Linked DNA regions of Mus musculus: all the other regions are linked to region 1. Evidence: chromatin contacts called from public HiChIP or PLAC-seq and promoter capture Hi-C data. All regions are on one chromosome and are shown on one strand. Each heading gives the region's core, a stretch centred on a gene start, on an enhancer-like site or on the middle of the called end of the contact. The rest is flanking DNA. Distances are from core to core; before and after follow the strand shown. Region 1 holds the start of Slc7a1 (solute carrier family 7 (cationic amino acid transporter, y+ system), member 1). Region 2 has its middle 12 kb from the start of Gm35620. Region 3 holds the start of Uspl1 (ubiquitin specific peptidase like 1). Region 4 holds the start of Pan3 (PAN3 poly(A) specific ribonuclease subunit). Region 5 holds the start of Alox5ap (arachidonate 5-lipoxygenase activating protein). Region 6 holds the start of Hmgb1 (high mobility group box 1). Region 7 holds the start of 2310047D07Rik (a long non-coding RNA gene).

Evidence for each region. Promoter capture Hi-C pulls out the DNA fragments that hold promoters and counts their contacts. HiChIP or PLAC-seq counts read pairs in DNA pulled down with a chosen protein or histone mark. Capture Hi-C pulls out chosen DNA fragments and counts their contacts.
Region 2: an H3K4me3 HiChIP or PLAC-seq map of the SCID.adh cell line shows a contact between it and region 1, with 8 read pairs. The contact joins the enhancer-like site here to the promoter of Slc7a1 in region 1. A contact is called at or near these places in 2 of 39 promoter capture datasets (the 3T3-L1 cell line and pre-B cells), 3 of 115 datasets of contacts at active chromatin or transcription factors (the SCID.adh cell line, large pre-B cells and pro-B cells) and 2 of 9 other capture datasets (liver and macrophages).
Region 3: a contact with region 1 is called in a promoter capture Hi-C map of adipose tissue, with 4 times the contacts expected there. The contact joins the promoter of Uspl1 here to the promoter of Slc7a1 in region 1. A contact is called at or near these places in 6 of 39 promoter capture datasets (3T3-L1-derived adipocytes, the C10 cell line, hippocampal neurons and 3 more), 2 of 484 Hi-C or Micro-C datasets (CD4 T cells and regulatory T cells), 5 of 115 datasets of contacts at active chromatin or transcription factors (the SCID.adh cell line, astrocytes, effector CD8 T cells and 2 more) and 2 of 9 other capture datasets (adipose tissue and liver).
Region 4: a FOXA1 HiChIP or PLAC-seq map of pancreatic cancer cells shows a contact between it and region 1. The contact joins the promoter of Pan3 here to the promoter of Slc7a1 in region 1. A contact is called at or near these places in 3 of 115 datasets of contacts at active chromatin or transcription factors (effector CD8 T cells, memory CD8 T cells and pancreatic cancer cells).
Region 5: a contact with region 1 is called in a promoter capture Hi-C map of neutrophils, with 4 times the contacts expected there. The contact joins the promoter of Alox5ap here to the promoter of Slc7a1 in region 1. A contact is called at or near these places in 5 of 39 promoter capture datasets (hippocampal neurons, liver, neutrophils and 1 more), 1 of 15 datasets of contacts at CTCF or cohesin (large pre-B cells), 3 of 115 datasets of contacts at active chromatin or transcription factors (the SCID.adh cell line, large pre-B cells and microglia) and 2 of 9 other capture datasets (adipose tissue and liver).
Region 6: an H3K4me3 HiChIP or PLAC-seq map of the SCID.adh cell line shows a contact between it and region 1, with 13 read pairs. The contact joins the promoter of Hmgb1 here to the promoter of Slc7a1 in region 1. A contact is called at or near these places in 3 of 39 promoter capture datasets (the 3T3-L1 cell line, hippocampal neurons and pre-B cells), 7 of 115 datasets of contacts at active chromatin or transcription factors (the 230-238 cell line, the SCID.adh cell line, astrocytes and 4 more) and 2 of 9 other capture datasets (adipose tissue and liver).
Region 7: a contact with region 1 is called in an H3K4me3 HiChIP or PLAC-seq map of the SCID.adh cell line, with 8 read pairs. The contact joins the promoter of 2310047D07Rik here to the promoter of Slc7a1 in region 1. A contact is called at or near these places in 2 of 115 datasets of contacts at active chromatin or transcription factors (the SCID.adh cell line and large pre-B cells).

The regions. Positions count from the first base shown.
Region 1 is chr5:148,398,550-148,401,289 of GRCm38.p6, forward strand. It overlaps Slc7a1 (solute carrier family 7 (cationic amino acid transporter, y+ system), member 1), which reads right to left and starts at 1,355. Exons shown (of 13, transcript NM_007513.4): 1 at 1,180-1,355.
Region 2 is chr5:149,333,296-149,336,015 of GRCm38.p6, forward strand. No RefSeq gene overlaps it. Among named protein-coding and RNA genes, the nearest start is that of Gm35620, 12 kb to the left of the region's middle. Within about 2 kb of position 1,371, at least 50 of the 459 cell types and tissues checked have an H3K27ac peak or open chromatin away from gene starts, as enhancers often do. A contact at or near this core is called in the SCID.adh cell line, where this site is marked.
Region 3 is chr5:149,183,216-149,185,915 of GRCm38.p6, forward strand. It overlaps Uspl1 (ubiquitin specific peptidase like 1), which reads left to right and starts at 1,345. Exons shown (of 9, transcript NM_001115149.1): 1 at 1,345-1,591.
Region 4 is chr5:147,428,810-147,431,509 of GRCm38.p6, forward strand. Pan3 (PAN3 poly(A) specific ribonuclease subunit) reads left to right here and starts at 1,347. Exons shown (of 19, transcript NM_028291.5): 1 at 1,347-2,200. The coding sequence starts at 1,771.
Region 5 is chr5:149,263,681-149,266,380 of GRCm38.p6, forward strand. It overlaps Alox5ap (arachidonate 5-lipoxygenase activating protein), which reads left to right and starts at 1,324. Exons shown (of 5, transcript NM_009663.2): 1 at 1,324-1,502. The coding sequence starts at 1,433.
Region 6 is chr5:149,051,688-149,054,387 of GRCm38.p6, forward strand. It overlaps Hmgb1 (high mobility group box 1), which reads right to left and starts at 1,370. Exons shown (of 5, transcript NM_010439.4): 1 at 1,213-1,370.
Region 7 is chr5:149,227,619-149,230,318 of GRCm38.p6, forward strand. It overlaps 2310047D07Rik (a long non-coding RNA gene), which reads left to right and starts at 1,370. Exons shown (of 2, transcript XR_003956021.1): 1 at 1,370-1,693. n-TNgtt14 (a tRNA gene) reads right to left here and starts at 1,456; the gene lies at 1,383-1,456.

The sequences.
Region 1 (2,740 bases), core at 105-2,604:
GTCACGCCCTTTTGTTTTAGTGGCAGAAGGGTGTGCTCTAGTCAAAATAATAATTTCCATTGAGACCAACTAAAAATACCAGGGGGATGACTGTGTCGAGGTTTCCTATTATCTTAACCACACATGAAGGGCAAGAAATGTTACAAAAATCCCAATTACCAGCTGACTCCATGACAGCTAAGACAGTCAACCAAAAGATAACGCAGAAGATAACGCTCCGGATTCTAGTGAAAGTTTACTCACCTTTAGAAGAAATACACCTATGGTTGAAACCCTGTCCTCCTGCACGTGAGAGTATAACTGTGGGTGCTGGGAAATGTAGTTTTTTAGTTTGTTTTGTTTTCCTGACAGCACATGTCTGCCTATCCCAGCACATGTCTGCCTATCCCAGCACATGTCTGGCTATCTTAACACACAAGTCCACACAGCAGTGGGCTGGAGCGAGCGACACTGGACTGCTCTGCGGACACCCTTGGCTGGTGACCTGATCGTGCCCAGGAAGTCTTCCACTGGACAGAAACACACGGAGCACAGGTTGTCTACGGAGCCGGAAGAACTTCCTCCCACTCCACACCATCTGGAAGAACAGTCTGTGCAGGCCGAATCGGGTCACAAGGAAAACCCACCCAAGAGGGAGTCCCTCCAAAGGGACCTCTGGAGACTATGAGGCGACCCGGAGGACAGGAATCTCAGGTCTCGGGTCATGCCTGCGAGACCTGACAAGAGTCCATCCTGCGCGCGGCTCGGCTGACGACACTGCCCGGGACCGCGTGGCGGGGCGGGGTGCCGCGCACCGCGCCATGTAAGGGAAGGTCTCCCAGACTGCCGTGACTCCGGATGCCACCCGGGGCAGCCTGCGTAGATGGGTCCCCGCGCCCACGTGGAGCCTACACACGGCGCCACGCGTGGCGGGCGTCACCCGGGTCGCCCGTGTTCACTCCCTCCCGCTGTTGCATCATGCACCACGCCGCGCCTGCAAAGGACCAAGATGGACTCGGAGGAGGCGACCGGAACACTGGTGCCCGCCCCACGCACCCATCCCCCGGAGATGGAGAGGATAAGAAGAACCCTCGCCCTGCCTGAAACGCCACCCGAGGCCACACACACAGACACACACGCACACCGAGGTGACTCAGGCTTTCAGAGCTTCCTGGGCAATCACAAGGATCGCGTACTCACGGAGGAGGCGGCAAGATGTTGAGCTGTGTGGAGACCGCGGGTAGAAAGCCTCTCACACCTGCTAGCTGAGGGGATGGCGCACGCGGGCGGAATCCGAGCCGGTTTCATCAGCCGCGCGCCGCCCTCCGCGGGCCCCACGGCCACGGCCAGTGCTGCGCGTCAGCTTCCAGGGCACCAATGACAGCGCCGCGCGGCCGCGCCCCTGTGGGCGGGGACACCCGAGACCGGGCTTCCCCGCCGGTTTGGGCGCCTCCCGCGCGCGCCCTTGGTCCTCCGCAGCCGCAACTGAGCTTGAGTCAGAGCTGATGGCACAGGCTGAGGGGTGCGAGCCCCCTCCTGGGGAGCCACGGACAGCTGACGACCAGGTTTCTTGCTCCAAACTGGATGTAAGACACATTTTAAAGACTTTTTTTTTTTTTGGACTTAGTTGTAAATCTTCTTTTGACATTGGACTACTTTACGGCTGTGCCCTAGCTAACGCCTTAGCCTCCGCCTTGGTCAGGAAGGGCCCCAGAACCTGCAAGCCTCCCTTTGATACAAGGTAGTTCCTCCACATAGCCAACAGAACAGTTCAGGCAGTTCACACCCGCGGGACTCTCCCCAAGTTTAGTACCCAAATCTAGTCTTCAGGGTTCCTTCTGATCTCTGCTCCAAAATCGAGAACTACAGTCTATAGGGCTGAGGGATGGCTCAGCGGTTAACACTGACAACCCTTTCAGAGGACCCAGTTCTGACTCCCCACATGGGGGCTCACAACTAATCTGTAAGTCTTGAATGTGATGCACAGACATACACAGGTAAACCATAAATATGCATAAGATAAAAGTTTTTATAAAGAATTATATCGAAGCCCGGCAGTGGTGGCACACACCTTTAGTCCCAGCACTTGGGAGGCAGAGGCAGGTGGATTTCTGAGTTTGAGGCCAGCCTGGTCTACAGAGTGAGTTTCAGGACAGCCAGGGCTATACAGAGAAATCCTGTTAAAAAAAGAGAGAGAGAGAGAGAGAGAGAGAGAGAGAGAGAGAGAGAGAGAGAGAGAGAGAGAGAGGAAGGAAGGAAGGAAAGAAGAAAGAAAGAAAGAAAGAAAGAAAGAAAGAAAGAAAGAAAGAAAGGAAGAAAGAGAGAAAAGAAAGGAAAAGAAAAGAAAAAGAGAAAAGAGAAGGTGGATGCTATGTGTGTTCTCAAGTGTGCCTTATCAGTAAAGGGATTCATTGTCAGCCACAGCTGTTGATACTCCCATAGAATTAAACTAACGATGTATTAATTTATATTGCCCAGCCAAAAAGTCTTAATGAATACGTAGAGGGAGGTGGATAGCACTAAAGCACTTCTAACACTTGTAAGATAACATTAAAGCACTTCTAACAGCGTTTGTGATAATAACAAGGCATCAAACATGCTTTGTTTTCCAACAGCCAACAGAAGTAAGTGTCAATCATGCGGTGATGAACTGATTCCTGCCAATCTAGTAGGGAGGTCTCCTGAATCTTTACCAGGTGCCCCCTTCTCACAGAGGGAAACCTCCCATCTTTCAGCGCCCACCAGCTTTGCCTTCAGCACC
Region 2 (2,720 bases), core at 121-2,620, 930 kb after region 1:
TTCCATTCTACAAATCCTCGTCTCTTTGATAGTTGGTCACTTCTGCTTGGGGACATAGCTTTGGAACAGACACTGGCTGACTCAATGGCTCTATTCATCCTTCCCAGCATTTGTGTTGGCTCAACTAACTCATGTAGTCATTCAACAAACAGTACTGGCAAAAGGCCATGTCTGGATTTTGAGGCCGAATCTTTGGAATTCAGGAGTTGAAAGATTTTCTTCCTCTTTTTTTTTGCTCTTGAGTGCGTATTTATAGGTAGTGTAAGACTCTGGCGAGCCTTAGCTTACCAGGGACTCCCTGAGTGAACAACATGAAACCACCGGGAATCGATGCAAAAAGCAAGAGGAATTTATTTTTCCAAAGTGTTGGGGTCGTTCTACACCTGAAGGAGAAGTATCGACTGTGCACATCTTGTCCCCTTCTGAAGGGGTTCTCTTCCAGGAGGAGAGGGGGCAGGTGGAATTTTCCAAAGTTTCTGAGCTGACCTCTTCAGTACCACGTGCATGCCTGAAGCTCTCAGAGTTCAAAAGTGGCCTCTGGAACTGGTGTTATGGATGATTGAACGGCCATGTGGGTACCAGGAACTGAACCCTGGTCCTCTGCAAAGAGCACCCAGTGCTTTTAACTGCTAAGCCATCTCTCTCTAGCCCATTTAGGAAGTCTGCAGGAATTTAGGTCTATCTTAGTGTTTGAAGCAACAGCTTAATATTTGAAAAAACACAGGGAGTGGGGCAGGGATACATGAGTGTGGTGGTTTGAATAGGTTTGACCCCTATAGTCATGTGTTTGGACACTTGGCCATGGGGAGTGGCCCTATTAGGAGGTGTGGCCTTATTGGAAGAGGTGTGGCCTTGTTGGAGGAGGTACATCACTGTGTAGGCGGGCTTTGAGGTCTCCTTTACTCAGGCTCTGCCCAGTATGGGATCTGACCGCCTTTGGCTCAAGATGTAGAACTCTTAGCTCCAGAGAGAGAGAGAGAGAGAGAGAGAGAGAGAGAGAGAGAGAGAGAGAGAGAGAGAGAGAGAGAGAAGGCTGCCTACTGTAGCCAGGAAGGAAAGAAGAGAGGGTTGGGAGTGGCTGCAGCCTCAGTCTTCTGCTCTAGGACACACCTCCGGTGACCTCACTTCCTCCCACCAGACTCAGTAGATCAGCATCTCTCCACAGACAGACCCAAGCCTAGCAGCCATGCCTTTTACATAAGAGTTTTTGTGAGTCAATTAAGATCCAAACTGTCACACGGCTACTTAAACCTCCCGATGCACCAAATTTAAACGTGTGAATCTCTTCTCCCCAGCCAGCTACCTAAATCCTCCGAGGGAAATTAGAAGACACATCCTGCCTTTTGAAAATCAGGAAATGAGGGCTCTGTGTATCACACGCAAAATTCAAACTGTGTAGAAGACCTCACCACTCGGAGCCGCCCAAATGAGCGGCAACTCTTAGGAGAGGCGTTATAGAAAATGTCACCGCTTGGGAAGTCTGGCAGAAAATTTAGAAATTTTTTTCCTGGGGAGGTAACCTAAGGACACAGAGAAAAGGTCTCCAGAGCCTCTTTTGCTTTGTGTATGTTCTGTTCTGTTCTGGAAAGGACTTGAGGTAGCTTATTAAAGGGACGCACAACAGAAGTTGAAAGTACAGTAAAAAGGAAGGGCCTGTGTTTCACAGCAGGAGCCGGGAGGGGGTACCGGTAATGGAAGATCCACGTGTGGACTCAGACATGTCCTTCCAGTGGGCCACCAGCCCTGGGAGCTATCGGAACAAGGGAAACGGATGAGCAAGTGATATAAAGGGAGATCGGTTGCTCAGGAGAGCAGTATTTTTGGAGGCCAGGAAACAGGCCTCTCTCCTGCAGGCCCCCTCCACCATCTGTGTAACGTAGGAAAGCCACAATCCTAATAGCATCCTGCATCTGCTGCGGCCTCCCGTAGCTCTGAGATACAACCGTGGGCCCAGCTCAGTCTGTTCCCGAACACCCTGTATAAGGCACATGGTTCTATTTTTACTTTATTGTCTTATTTTATGCGTGTGGATGTTTGGCCTGCGGATGTGGTGTATGGTGTCTGCACCGCCTACGTGCAGTGTCCACAGAGGCCAGAAGAAGGCACTAGATCTCCTGGGACTGTAGTTACAGATGGTTTTGAGCTAACATGCCGGTGATGGGAATTGAACTTGGGTCCTATGGAGGAGGTGCAAACCTTTCAGAATCTGCTTTATGGACCAAGAAAAGAAGAGCTGTCTCTCTCCCTTTTTATTCTGTTCACATAACTCACATTTTGACAAGTGTGAGCCTCCATGTGAGACTGAGAAACGAAGCCACCACCGGAGGAGTTTGGCTGGCCATGTGCTGAGTAGCGGCATAGCGATGGCATCTCCTTTCTTCTTGTCGGTTCTGGGGGCAGCACACCCAGGACCAGGCGGGATACTCACTACCGCCGAGCATCGCCCTAGCCCTTCACACCACTCCTGCTTAAACCTCCAGCATCTCTGATCTACGTAAACTTGAGACCCATAGCAAGATCCACATATAGCCGGGAGGGCAGCAGGGTGGGTGGTTTATCTGTGTGCCAAAGTCCCTCTGTATCCGGCTGGCTCTTACTTTGCCAGGTGGTGCTGGGGAAATGTTCTCACGCTTGAGGATAAGCAAACCTGAAACATTTGGTGGGAGGCTGCGGCTTTCCCTGCCTTGAGGTCCTTAGGGAGCAGCTTGCTCATTAAAGGG
Region 3 (2,700 bases), core at 95-2,594, 780 kb after region 1:
TGCTTTACACCTCAAAAGTCGGGTTACATTTTAACTGAACCAACTAGATCATTCAATTTATGAGCTGACATTCAGCAAGTGTTTATTGGGAGGGGAAGTGTACTCCACTCTAAAAATGGAAATAGCATGTTGAATAAGAAAACAATCCTATTAATCTTGGCTACTCTCTCAGGAAGAAATACTTTCTCAAAAACCTCATAATCCATACAAAAAGAAATCTTACTTGTTTGATCTTACAACAAATATACCAGTACAGTATGTAGTGTAAATGCAAAGATAAATAAAATTAAAAAAAAGCAAAACCTAACCAGTCTATTTTCGTCATGAGAGAGGAGAAAAAAAACCCTAACAAAGTCTCTGTTGGAACGCTCAGCGATTTCCATTCCTAAGTACCACAAACTGAAATTCTTTTATTGAATAATTTCTTCCTACAGCGGACTTGTTTCCCCCATTGCACGCTACCAAAATTATCAGTATTCTGCCAGAACATGGTCGTTTAAGACCACTAATGAAACCCTACAGGACCGCAATCCAAAATGCCAGTCATGATTCCTGTAAGGTCCAGAAAAAATCCCAAATTGTAGTCCCAGGCCACGGAAACAGTCTATGCAAAGGACTCCAAGAATAGGATGTCCTCATGGACGCGATCAGTCATGACCTCCCTGACACCACATGACCTTTCTACGAAGGCAGTTCTTAAAACTTAGCAACTGAGCTCTCCCCTCTCTGAAGTTCAAGGAGGCAGGGCGGCTGCTGAGATGCGCGGGTCGGCTGCTCAGTGCCACCCCGGGTCAAGTGCTCGTCTTTCGCTACCCCCCTTACCGTGAGCAGATCAGAGAGGGAAGAAAGAAAAAGTGGCCTCCAAGGATGGGTTTGGGGAAGAAGGGAGGGGCAGCTCCGTGTGTGGTAACCGTTTGTGAACACGTAGGGTGGTGGCGCGCGGGCCGAAAAGAACCAACTATGGGAGCCCGTCGTGGCGTCCGCCATGACGGCCCGCCAGGGAGGCCCATCACTGCGCCTGCGCGCCAGGCAGGCAGCCGCCCAGCGACCTCTCCTTCCTCTGCCGCGTAATCCCTCCGCTGAAGGCCGCGCACTAATTTTAATCACGCCCCGCCCCCTAGCCTCTGGCGTCACCTCCGCCACTCCAGCGCTTTCCAGCAGCTTCCAGAACCAAGCCTGCCCCACCCCCTCCAGCTCCCTCCCCCTCCCCCTCCCCCGTCCTCCCGACTCACACTTTGCAGGCTCTGTAGCGAGGGGCCCCGCCCTGTCGCCGCAGTTCCCACTGCGCCTGCGCCTGCTGGGCGGGCAAGCCACGCCTCTGCGGAGCCCTGCCGGAAGTGCTCTGGTCTTCCCCTTCCCCGGCCCTGCCCGCGTGCTCTCAAGCAGGGCTGCCTGCCGCAGGAAAGTGTTTGTGGGGTAGCTCTTGGGCGGCGGACTCGCAGGCGGAAGTTGCTTTCCTGGCGGAGAGGGCTGTGGGGGAGGAGCCGTCCGAGGGAACGTGGGTTGAACGTTACGGTTAGATGGTGGGGACCTCAAGCTGGAAGAGGAGTTCGGGTCCACTGTATGCGAAGAAGGAGCGTACTTCGGGAGGGTAAGGAAGACAGTAGTTCCCTCGGGAAGTAGAAATTGGGACGGCTGGAGTGCCCGGGGTGGGTCGTTGGCGCGCTGAAAAGATGGGGTAGGAACGAGGTTGTGGTGGGCAAGGTGGAGGATGGAGGTGCAGGCTGGGTCTTCAGGTTCCGGTTAGGCTCAAAGAGGTAAACGCTGAAGAGAAACCAGAGTTTGTGCCCGCCCCACGAAGAGCGTGGAGATGGGCTGGGTAACGGAACGCCGCGCCTCTTGGACTTCCTTGGTAGGCTTTTGAAGCTCAGTTCGCGTGGACCCATCCGTCTCAAATTCGGGAAGCTGGACTGGGTACCAAGCAGTATTGGGCTCTGTAAAGCCTATCCCTTCGCTGGGGCTTAAGTCTGCTGGCCTTGAAAATTCATATGCAGAGCCGAGAGATAAAGCTCCGAAGGGTTCCAGGCCCTTTGAATACCTGTAATAGTTTCTACACATGCAGTGAATTAAATTTAAATCCCTCTCGTGATTGGCTGCTAAATGGATCTATTCTGGGCTGATATCTCCCATTAAGGTCTCCGGAATGCGACTTACCTACGTTGAAGGTGGGGGCTCGGTGGTGGGCGTAGGTAAGAGGAAAAGTGCCGGAGATGAACACTGGAAAACCTTGGTTGTTCTCCTTGAAATAAGCTCATGTCATAATCTTTAGGATGTACTGAGCTGTTTGGGCGGACTTCCTACAATCAGATTGGATTAAATAGGTGGTTTGAAGCGGAGCTGTCATTTTGACAGTGATATGAATGGAAAGAGAGACAAGTTCGAAACATTTCCAAAGCCTCGTTCACGAGTTTAGATGGCGCCTACTGTGCAAACATGGGAGATGAGAGTGAGTAGACGGCACAAACTTTCTAGTCTGTATTTGGAAACCCAAAAGATGCCAAAATTTAGATACTGTACAGGGAGGAGCTAGCAGTTACACTTGGAGAAAAGATAATGAAGGTAATTTATTCCTAGACAAATTGAAATTTGAGACCCACCCCGGGGTTTTGTGTATAATACAGTGCTTGAAAAACCCCAAGAGTCTACTTCTGGTATTTTAAAACTTGAATATTCTTTGGGGAGGGGGAATTTCTTAATATT
Region 4 (2,700 bases), core at 97-2,596, 970 kb before region 1:
TAAAAAGCAAGTGCTAGATTGAATTCTTCCCAAACACGGGACATTTTTATGAACCACTTCGCTCATTATGAAGTGGATACTTACTTAATCTCAAATGTACAAAGGAGACACAGAGAAGCAAGCAGGTTCCAAAGGCAGGTCTGAATTCAAGGATGCTGTAAACACTCTCCCCACTCCCCAACAGTTCTCAGTAGGAGTTCAACTCTTTAAATCCCCTCTAACAGCTGATGTTAACACTAGACACTAATTCACATCTTATGCCTCATTAGCCGGAGGATAAATAAGCCCTCTGAATTCAGGTCCGACTGCATCTGGTTAACTTTTGCATCCCCAGCTCCTTGGGAACATGTAATTAACATTAACAAATACCTGTTGGATATTTAAATGAGTGAACACTGCGTCCACGCAGAGATAGCAGCTTAGAATTTCCCTGGGCAGCATCACTAGGCTTACCAGATTGGGATCTATATAGCATGCATCTCAACCTCACCCTTTTGGCAGTGTGAAACTTTATATATTCTTTTGTGACTTCGTCAGGCTGCCACGATTCCTTAAATGCTGCCCACACCCGTCCTTTTCATAACAGGGATTTGTCTTTTGAGAAAATCTTTTAGAGAAGATTTCTAAAACCCTAATATCAATTTTTCACTTCACTGCGGTTCAATTGTCTTCACGCCTCTCCCCTTTAAAAAAAGGTGGTGGTGGGGGGAGCAAATTGGAAATCAATGAGGGGAAAACTTTTTTTTAAAAAGTGAATTTCGAATGCAGAGTAGGAAAACATTCCAGCACATTTGGAATTGGGTCTTCCCGTGCTGCCAAGGTAGCACTGTCCCAGGTGGCACCTTTGAGAGAAAAAAATCCCGAGGGCCATCAAAGCGGAGGAAACAGGTGCTGCTCTAAGCAGGGGTTTGGTGGCATCCAGGGTTCTGGCTCCATCTTTTGACAAAGAGCCCAGAAGCTAAGGCTATCTGGCCAGTAGTCCATCACCTTCGAGGGGGAGGATTTAAAAAAAAAAAACAAAAAAAAAAAAACAAAGGCTAGAGGGGTGGCGGAGCACAGGGAAAGGGAGAGGAAACGTGACAAACGGAAGCAAACTCTCCTCTCCGGGGAGCGAGGTTGGGCTGCGTCCCCTTCCAAGGACCTGAGACGGACTGTCATTTTGTGTTTTCCCCTCCAAGCGGACTACCACCGGGTCTCGTGAGAGCCTCGGCGCCGCCGCCGTGGGGAAGGCCTCCCTCCGAGGGCTCGGGCTGAAGCAACCGCCTCCGGTCAGCTCGCGGACGCCCCGTGGGGGCCACGCCTGCGGTCCCCCACCCCCGGGCCAGGCCTCCTACCCACAAGGCCCCGCGCCACTCGCGCAGGCGCAGAGGCGGCGAGCGTCTCAGGAAGAGGAAAATGGCATAAACAAGTCGGGAGGACCCGGAGCGCGAGCCGACGAGCGAGCGGAGGGCAAGAGTTTAAAAACAAACCGGCGGCTCCCTCCCGCCGTGCCTTTGCCCCACAGCTTCCGGTCGCCGCCGCCTCAGGGTCGTTTCTCCCCGCAGCCCCGGCCGCGCGCCCACCGCGGCGTCCCGCGCGGCCCCTTTAAGGACAGCGGAGAGGGAGAGGGAGAATCCCTGCTCGCCGCCCGCCCGCCCTTCCCCCTCCCCGGGCGGCTCCGGCTCCCTCAGCGGGGCCCAACCCGCCCGCCCGGCTTCCATCCGGCTCCGGCGGCGGCTCCTTCCCGCCCTCGTCTATGGTGGCGGCGGGGGACGCGGCTGCGGCGTGGCCATGAACAGTGGCGGCGGCGGTGGCCTCCCGCCGCCCTCGGCCGCTGCCTCGCCGTCGTCGTCCTCGCTGGCGGCGGCCGTGGCGGTGGCGGTGGCGGCCTCGTCGGGCGTCGGGGGCGTCCCCGGCGGGCCGGCGGCGGCGGCGGGCGTGAAGCTCAAGTACTGCCGCTACTACGCCAAGGACAAGACGTGCTTCTACGGCGAGGAGTGTCAGTTCCTGCACGAGGACCCAGCCGCCGGCGCGGCCCCGGGGCTTGGCCTCCATAGCAACAGCGTCCCGCTGGCGCTAGCGGCCGCGGCCGGGGCCGCCTTTCCTCCGGGAGCGCTCCCGGGCGGGGGAGCGGGGCCGCCCGCGGGGCCCAAGAAGCCGGAGCTGGGCGTCCCGGGGGCGGCGACCGCGGGCGGCGGACTCGATGGCCCGCGGGTGGCGAGTAAGTGAGGCCCGGGCGGGGTGGTGCGGTGCGGGGTTGGTGCGGTCCGGGCGCGGGGAGGAGGCCTGAGCCTGCCCGCTTCCCCTCACCTCCGGGCCGCAGGAGAGGCCTAGGCCCTGCGCAGCCCTCCTTCCTTCTTCCTGTTTCCTCTCTGGGCTCCGCCGCTCGGGGCAAACCCCGGAGCTAGGGGAGGCGGGTTCCCGGGAGCGTGGGTGGACGGACGGTCGTGGTGTAATTGGGGTGGGGTGGGGGGCGCTGGGAGTGGGGTGCGGGGAGCAGGGGGGATGGGCTGCGGAGTGGAAGCAAGGGGGTGTCGCTTCCGGGTTTGTGTGTGTGTGTGTGTGTGTGTGTGTGCGCGCGCGCGCGCGTGTGCGTGGAAAGGGGCTGGGTCTGCGAGCACATGTGTCGGTGCGTGCTCGCGTGGAGCGCGGGCTGCCGAAAGTTGCCGGCTGGGAACTCCTTCTAAAGGATGTCCGGGGCCAGGGGTGGGGGTGCGGGGA
Region 5 (2,700 bases), core at 74-2,573, 870 kb after region 1:
TTTTTTTGTGCGTGCACGTGCGTGTATGCACATGTATGTGTCTGTGGAGGGCAGAGGCAAACCTTGGTTCTAGTTCCTCAAGTGCCATCCACTTTATCTCTTGAAGCAGGGTCTTTCCCTGCCTGGGACTCTCCATTAAGCTAGGGTGGCTGGCCAGTGAGCCTGAGGATGCTCCTGCCCCTCTTCCTGTAATATTGGGGTTACACACATTCTACCACACGTGGCTTCTTAGGTGATGTGGGGACTGAACTCAGGTCCTCAAGCTTGCATGGAAAACACTTTCCAATGAAGCTGTCTCCCAAGTCCCATAGTTTTATTTTATTGCAGGAAAGGAGCCACTGGTTGTCTTATCATTCATTCACTCCTTCTTTCCTTCACCCATCCATCCACTCACCTATCCATCCACTCACCCATCCATCCACTCATCCATCCATCCATTCACCCATCCATCTAATCACCCATCCATCCATTCATCCATCCATCCATTCATCCATTCACCCATTCACCCATCTATCCATTCACCCATCCATCCATTCACCCCAGCCTATGTGGCTGCTATTCTGCACTGTACAATGTGTCAAATGACATTTATTTACCAGGAGGAATTCAAAGAACCAAGGGCATACTCAGGACGCACGTCTTTTTGGTGCTGTATTCATTTTATTTCCTTTTCTTTTTCTTCTTTTTTTAAATCTCATTTTCCCTTTTCTTTATTTTTGCCAGTGTAAGAAGTGGTAGTGGCTCCGGGCTCCTCGTGCTGTGCAGGGTCCAGATTTCATGCTTATGCTCCTAGCGAGGCTGCCCATAGTAAGCAACATCAAAGAATACGCTGCACTTCCCTCTCCCTCTGACTCTGTGACTCCTGGAAGGTAACTCAAAACCACAGGTCCTGCAACTTTGTTGAATAACAATTAGAAGAGGAAGAATGAAAACTAAAGGCAGAAGAAGGAGGAGGAGCAAGGGTAGGAATGGGAGGAGCAAGAGGTGGAGGAGTAAGGGAAGGAAGGAGAGAAAGAGAAGAAAGGGGAAGGGAGATGAAAGAAGAAGGGGAGGGAAAAGGAGCAAGAGGAGAAGTAGGAGCAAAGTGAGGAGGTAGAGCAAGAGGAGGAGGGAAGGGGCAATAGGAGGAGGAGCAGGTGGAGGAGGGAGAGGAGCAAAAAAGGAGGGGGAGCAAGGGGAGAGGGTAGTGCAAGAGGAAGAGGGAAGGAGCAAGGGGAAAGGGAGGAGCAGGAAGAGGGGAGGAGCAGGAACAAAAGGAGGGGGAGGAAGAAGAGGGGGACAAGGGGAGGAGCAGGAGCACTGAGTGGCTGTGCTGGGGACCTTTGGAAACTGATGGTAAAAGGCAGAGCACAGCCTGGCACTTCCCCTTTCTGCGCAGGAAGGCTGAGGTGCTAGCACCAGCCTGGTTGTCTCTGGCGGGCCTGAAGCAAGCATGGATCAAGAGGCTGTGGGCAACGTTGTGCTCCTGGCCCTTGTCACCCTCATCAGCGTGGTCCAGAATGGTAAGGGCCCTTCCTCAGGGAGAGCAGGGGTGCTGGAAGCCAGGCACACACCATTCTGTGTGCACTATGCACACGTCTGTATTTATTGCTGTGTACGTGAGTGTGCAGGGGTGGGTCCTGTTCTGTGTGAGTTTGGGGTTTCCTTCTCTCACTTGAAGGATGATGTCAGGTGTGTTTGCAGAGGATGGAGAGCAACCTGAAGGGCTGGTGAGAAACTTGGCCCAAGTGTCTTGGTGGAGCAAGGGCATGAAGGGTGGAAGAGGAGGGCCAGCCTGGAGAGAGTGTGGGGGTCTGTGCTCCCTTGGACACCCGCCTGAATGAGCCAATTTGCAGCAGGACCCAGGTCGTCTGTCGTCTGTGTCAGGCAAGGGGTAGTCTTGCGAGCTATAAAGGAGAAAGTCTTTATCATCTTTTTACTTCTGTACTTAAATAAGTTCTTTTGAAGAAACATCAAAGAACAATGCGTAAGGCTATTTTTAGTTTTGTTTTGTTTTGTGGTCCTGGGGATAGAACTCAGGGCCCTGCATACCTTCTGTATATTCTCTACTACACATCTATGCCCCAGCCTTTTGGTGTACAGCTTTACACACACACACACACACACACACACACACACACACACACACACACACACACGTCTGTCTGTCTGTCTGTCTGTCTGTCTGTCTGTCTGTCTGTCAGTCAGTCAGTCATGTTCTATCCATCTATCTATCTCAACCTTCCTAGCCCTTTGACACAGTATCTCAGGTTGTGGTGACGCCCAAGCATAAATTATTTTTGTTGCTACTCCATAACTGTCATTTTGCTGCTGTTAAAGATTGTAATATAAATAAATACCTGTGCTTTCTAATGATCTGAGGTGAATTCTGTGAAAGGGTCATTTGACCCCCAAAGGGTTCATGATCCTCACGACTCACATCTATCTATTTACCTATCATCTATTTATATATAAGTCCTATCTATTATCTGTCTGTCTGTCTATGTATTTATCTATTATCTATCATCTGTCTGTCTGGGGAAATGTTCCTATTTCTTAGTATTGCCATTAAACACACACACACACACACACACACACACACACACACACTCTCACGCATGCACGCACGCACACACACACGCACGTCTGTTTTTCTATCTATCTATCTATCTATCTATCTATCTATCTATCTATCTATCTATCTATCATCTATCTATAGTT
Region 6 (2,700 bases), core at 120-2,619, 650 kb after region 1:
CCCGGAAGGCCGCACGCAGGCTCGCGCCGCCGCCGCCCCCATTTTGTCGGGCCCCGGAGCAAGGAGAGAAGAAGCCCCGCCGCTCGAAATGGGGGCTGGCTCCGCCCGCGGCCGCCAGGGCCGGGCGCACGGAATGGCCGCTGCGCGTCTTCCCCGCCTGCGCCGCCGCCGCGAGGGCGAGCGCGAGCGAGAATATGGCTCCTTCCCTTTGTGTGTGCGCGCGTGTGAGTGTGTGTGTGTGTGTATGTGTGTGTGAGTGTGCGAGGAGACCGAGGCGCGCGGCGGGCGGGCGGGGCGCTGGCGCACTCGCCATGGCGGCGGGGGAGGGGCGGGGGGCGCGCGGCTCCCCTCCCCCCGCGGCCCCCGCGCCGTCTCCCTCCGCGCGCCCCGCCGCCCCCGCACGGAGAACGCGGGGCCGGGGAGAGAGAGAGACTGAGAGAGAGAGAGAGGAGAGGAAGAGAGGGGAGCGAGAGGAGAGAGGGGGGGAAAAAAAAAAGTTGCCTCAGAACTGCTGCGCCCAGCTTCCCCCGCCCGCCCGCCCGCCTTGTTTTCTCTCCAGCCAGCAGCGCCCGGCCGAGTCAGCCATGTTCCAGCGAGCGCAGCGGCGCCGCTCCCCCCCACACGGCCGCCCCGCTCGCCCGCCGCCTCACCCGGCCCGAGCCGCCCCGCACGGCCGCCCCCGGCCCACCCGCGGCCGCCCTCGCCCGCAGCGGCGCCCCGCCCGCCGCCCCGCGCTCCCCGCCGCGGCCGCCCATACAGCGGGGAAGCGCCGCTGCCCGCCGGCTCGCTCGCTCCGCGCACGCCGCCTGCCCGAAACGCTCGGCCCTGGGGGCCACAAACACGTTTTGGGGAAAAAAAATTTTTTTTAAATAATCCGGAACACGAACACACACACAGGCAGACACAAAACAAAAAAAAAATTTTTTTTTTTTTGCGCCAGTGAAGCGCGGACGGCGCCGCGGGTGTGAAGTGGCGGCCGCCTGAGGCCCCGCGACTCGGCTCGGCTCCGCTCGGCGCGGCACGGCGCGGGGCAGCGTTCGCGGCAGCGGCCGGCGGAGCCTCGCTCCGTGCGCAGTTCCCCCCACGGTCCCCCCTCATTTGCCTTTGTGTGGAGCCTGACCCGCCGGCTCCGGGCCGCGGGGATCCGGCCGCCGCGCAGGCGACCAGGCTACCCGAGGCGCTCTCCCCGCCGCCGCGCCGCCCCGCACTCACCCTCCGCGAGGCACAGAGTCGCCCAGTGCCCGTCCGGCTCGCGCTTGCCCCGGCGCTGTCTCTATGGAGCTCAATGTACTGCAATGGCTGTGAGAGCGGGAGCCAGACGCAGCCTCCTCACTCTCTCCGCTCTGTAACATTACTCTCCAGCCAGCGCGCCTCCTATTGGCTACCGCCAACTCACCAGGCCCGTTCATTGGCCCGTTCCCTCCCATTGTCCTGACCAGAGCCCGCGCGCCATTGGCTGTCTGCGAGGACACGTCACCGAGGATTGAAACAGCGCGCAAATCTGAATGTGTGTGTGTGTGCCGGGCCGAGAGGCTGAGGCGGGAGAGGCAGCGGCAGAGGCAGCAGCTGCTACGGGAAAGCGGAGCTCTATGGTGTCTCTGTGCCTGCGCCTGCCCCGAGCCAGCCCCACGCCCGAGCCGCGGCGCGCGCGGCCAGGGCCCGGCTCCGCCGCAGCCACGGCTGCGTCCCCAGGCCCGGGCGCCTCCCCGCAGGCCCGCCCCCCCTCCCGCTCCACGCTCCCGCCCCGAGCCGTTGGGATGTGCGGCCCGTGCTTGGGGATGCCTCCCCGAGTGGGGTGACTGCTCGGGGGGGCCTGTGGCCCAAACACGGGGGCCTCTGCGGGCTCCGGGACGGCCGTGCTGCTGCAGCCCACCACAAGACACCCCTCCCCGGGACTGCCCGCCTAACGTGCCCACCCTGCCCAGAAGCCTAGTCTGCACCCGCCAGCAGGCGTCCAGTTGCACCCCTTCTTCTGGGTTTGCTCGGGTTTCCCCCAGTACTTCTCGAACTTTTTTTTTTTTTTTCCTTTTGGTGAGACACAAAGCACTGTTTTGAACTTCCCGGACACCAAAGCCTTATACCAGGGAATTAATGCACAGCCACTGGGGTTTGATACTGGCTGTTCTCAGAAAATGTTTGGGGGGGGGCCCAGCTAGAATTAGCAAGTTCTTTAAAGACCTCATTGCCCCACCCCCATACACACACATACACACACACACACACACACACACACACACACAGACGCTGTTTTCTGTGACTCGGTGTGGATTACTGTTAGAATCAAATGAATCTTTGTGATTGCTATCTTGCCTCCGATCACACCACTTAGTGCATACATGTACCTGCTCTAGGGTTACCAGACATTTAGGGCTACTGTTACCTGAGGGATTAGAAGCAGTCGGAGAGTGCTTGGGCCCAAACCCACAGGCCATGCTTTTTCCTGCTCTTCAAGTTGGCTGATCATTCTTAGGTATGCAGAGAAAAATAGCCAGGCTGGCTCTAAAGGCCACAGGCTTCCATCAATCTTTGATGAATCTAACAGCTCTTTCTTTCTGGTGAGCACAGCACCTCTCTTCACTTCAAAACAAATGTCCCCCATTTTTTTTTTTTAAAATCCTGGCTCCTATACACTTCTCAACTAAGAAACAAAGAATTCCTCCAAAATGCACTTGATCCAAGTCAAAACATCCAAGTCATAGA
Region 7 (2,700 bases), core at 120-2,619, 830 kb after region 1:
GTGGTTGCATGTACATACATATGTGTCAATAAAAATGCAATAAAATTAGACATTATATTTAAAAACTAAAACTGCATTTGACTAAATTCACTGACATCCAGTCTTTCTTGGTCACGGCAGCGCACACCTATAATCCCAGCACTCAGAAGGCTGAGGCAGCCGGGCCATGAGTTCTAGGCCAGTAAGGCCCTGTTCCTGCTGTTTCTGTTTAGTGCTAGGATAGAGCTCGGGGCTAGATGCACGCACAGTACCGTCTCCACCCCATGTTAATCAAGGGCCTGGCGTTACTCTGACACTCATCCCTCAGTTGTCCTAGTCACATTTCAAGTACTCAGAAGCCAGATGTGGCTAGCAGTGAGAGCTCTTGCAGTGTAGCTCGGGAGTGTTTACGTCAACATAGGACAGTGGGTCTCACTCTTCCTAATGCTGTGACCCTTTAATACAGTTCTTCATGGGGACCACCAACCATGAAATTATTTCATTCATAGTTGTCATTTTGCTCCTGTTATGAATCATTATTAATATCTTTAATGCAGAATTCCTAATATACGATCCTAGTGGGGTCGTGACCCACAGGTTGTGAACCACTCTGTAGACTCCCGTTCTCTGTATTCTATAGGAGTGGGTGTAGATCCCAGACACAAAACCCTCACGTCACAACTTCCTGTCTTTATGGAAAGTCTTTTGTGAAAAAAACATAAAACGTCCTCTGTGACAAGAATTCTCTATGTACCCCTGGCTGTCCTGGAATTCACCATGATTTATTTGCCTTACTGCCTTCTGGGTTCTGGGATTAAAGGCATCACCGCCACTCCTGGCTCTCTTTTAAAACTTTTAAACACGAACTTATACAATTTCTGATAAAGTTAAATGTGATGGGGGAAATTGACAGCAGTCTAAGATTAAATATAATGTAGTTAGATTCAAACCCATTGCCCAAGTCTGGGAGCCACTTAGCTAAAGTCAGCGTGGCCTGCTGTCCCCAAACTCTCTGCCCACAATGTTATCTGTTGCTCATCCATTTGGAAGTAGACTGTATTAGTAGGGTCCGCGGGTCGTTTTTTGTTTTTTTTTTTTTTGTTGTTGTTGCTGTTGTTTTTATTTTTTATTTTTTGTTATTATTATTTTTTTTTTCTGAGCCACACAAATGGTGCTGTTTCTGGGTGGTCCCGGTTGCCGGTTTCCAGTGCAAAAAACACCTAGCTGTTCCTGAGCAGAATTGGACCAAACTCAAAAAGCAGACTTACATGTACCCTCTTGAAAATTAGTGGAAGCAGCAGGCCCGCTTGTAGCTTGAGCCCTAGAAAGCTATCAAACAGATTGGGCGTCCCAGGATGGCAGAAAACATTTCTAAAAATGTTTTTTGCTAAAAGGAACGCTGCCGTCCCTGGGTGGGCTCGAACCACCAACCTTTCGGTTAACAGCCGAACGCGCTAACCGATTGCGCCACAGAGACACAGCTGCCTGAGCGGCCGTGCGCTTTGTACACATTGCCGCGGCCAGCATGGGCGTCGCCGCCTCGGACTCCCGGGAGGCGCCAGGCCCTGCTGAGCCCTGCGGGCTGAGACTGCGCGAGGGCGGGGAGGGGCGGAGCCGCCGAGCCCAGCAAATCCTCCGCAGAGCAGGGCGGCGCCGGGTGAGGCTCCGGGAATCTGCGTGGGCTCCGAGCCAGGGCGCCCTGCCCTTGTTCAAGGTTGTTACCGCCCCTCCCCTTTGAGTGTTCTCGTCGCCTCCCGCTTATCGAGGTTGATAAACTGTGGATCTCTGTGTGGGCCATGGGAATTTTATACTTTATACGTTTAAAAACCTACCGCGCCGCCCCTCCCCCGTCACCTCCTGGGAATAAATTCACACCCCTTTAGCGGACTGGAGCCTCCTTCGAGCACTCATGGCTTAGGGGGACTGCAGAATCGGATTTATGGCGATTAAAACGCTCTTTTAAAATAGCCAGTGACGTCTAGGCCTTCCCCTGACTTCTGAATTTAACTCACTGACTTGGGGTTGCCTTGGGAGGGTTGGGGTAGGTAGCATTGTGCCCACTCAGAGGAGGGGGAGGGGGAGGGAGAGAGGGGGAGGGGGAGGGAGAGAGAGGGAGGGGCAGAAGGGAAGGGAAGGAGGAAGAGAGAAGGGAGGGGGAGAAAGGATAATTCTTTGATAAACCTGCCAGAGCCCCTGTCAGACCTCTCCTTCCCCCATCACCCCAAAGACCGGGAGGGGAGGAGGGGGCAACTTCACAGACCTCAGGTCCCGCTCTTCAAGCTTCCATACCCTTCCTCCTTTTAAAAAAAATTAATTATTTCATATATTTACATCCCAAATACTGTCCCCGTTCCCGCCCTCCCCCCTTTCTCTTGCTCCTCCTCTCTTTGGCTCTTCCTACTTAGCTATTGCTACTCTCTTGGTATAAATTGAGCCATATTTCAAAGACTTATTTTAATCATGTATCTGGGTGTTGGCGTGTATCCTGAGTTCAGCGCCCTCGGGGTCAAACGGGGCGTCGCATTCTCCTGGAGCCTGCGTTGGAGGCGATTGTGAGGCTCTCAAGGCGGGTGCTGGGAACTGAGCGCGGGTCCTGTGCAAGAGAGGAGCTCTCAACCACCTATCCATCGCTCCAGCTCCATTTTAACCCCTTTAAAGCTTACGGTTCAAACGGAATTAAGTGCACTTATATGTTACCAATACTCCCATCTATTAAACAAC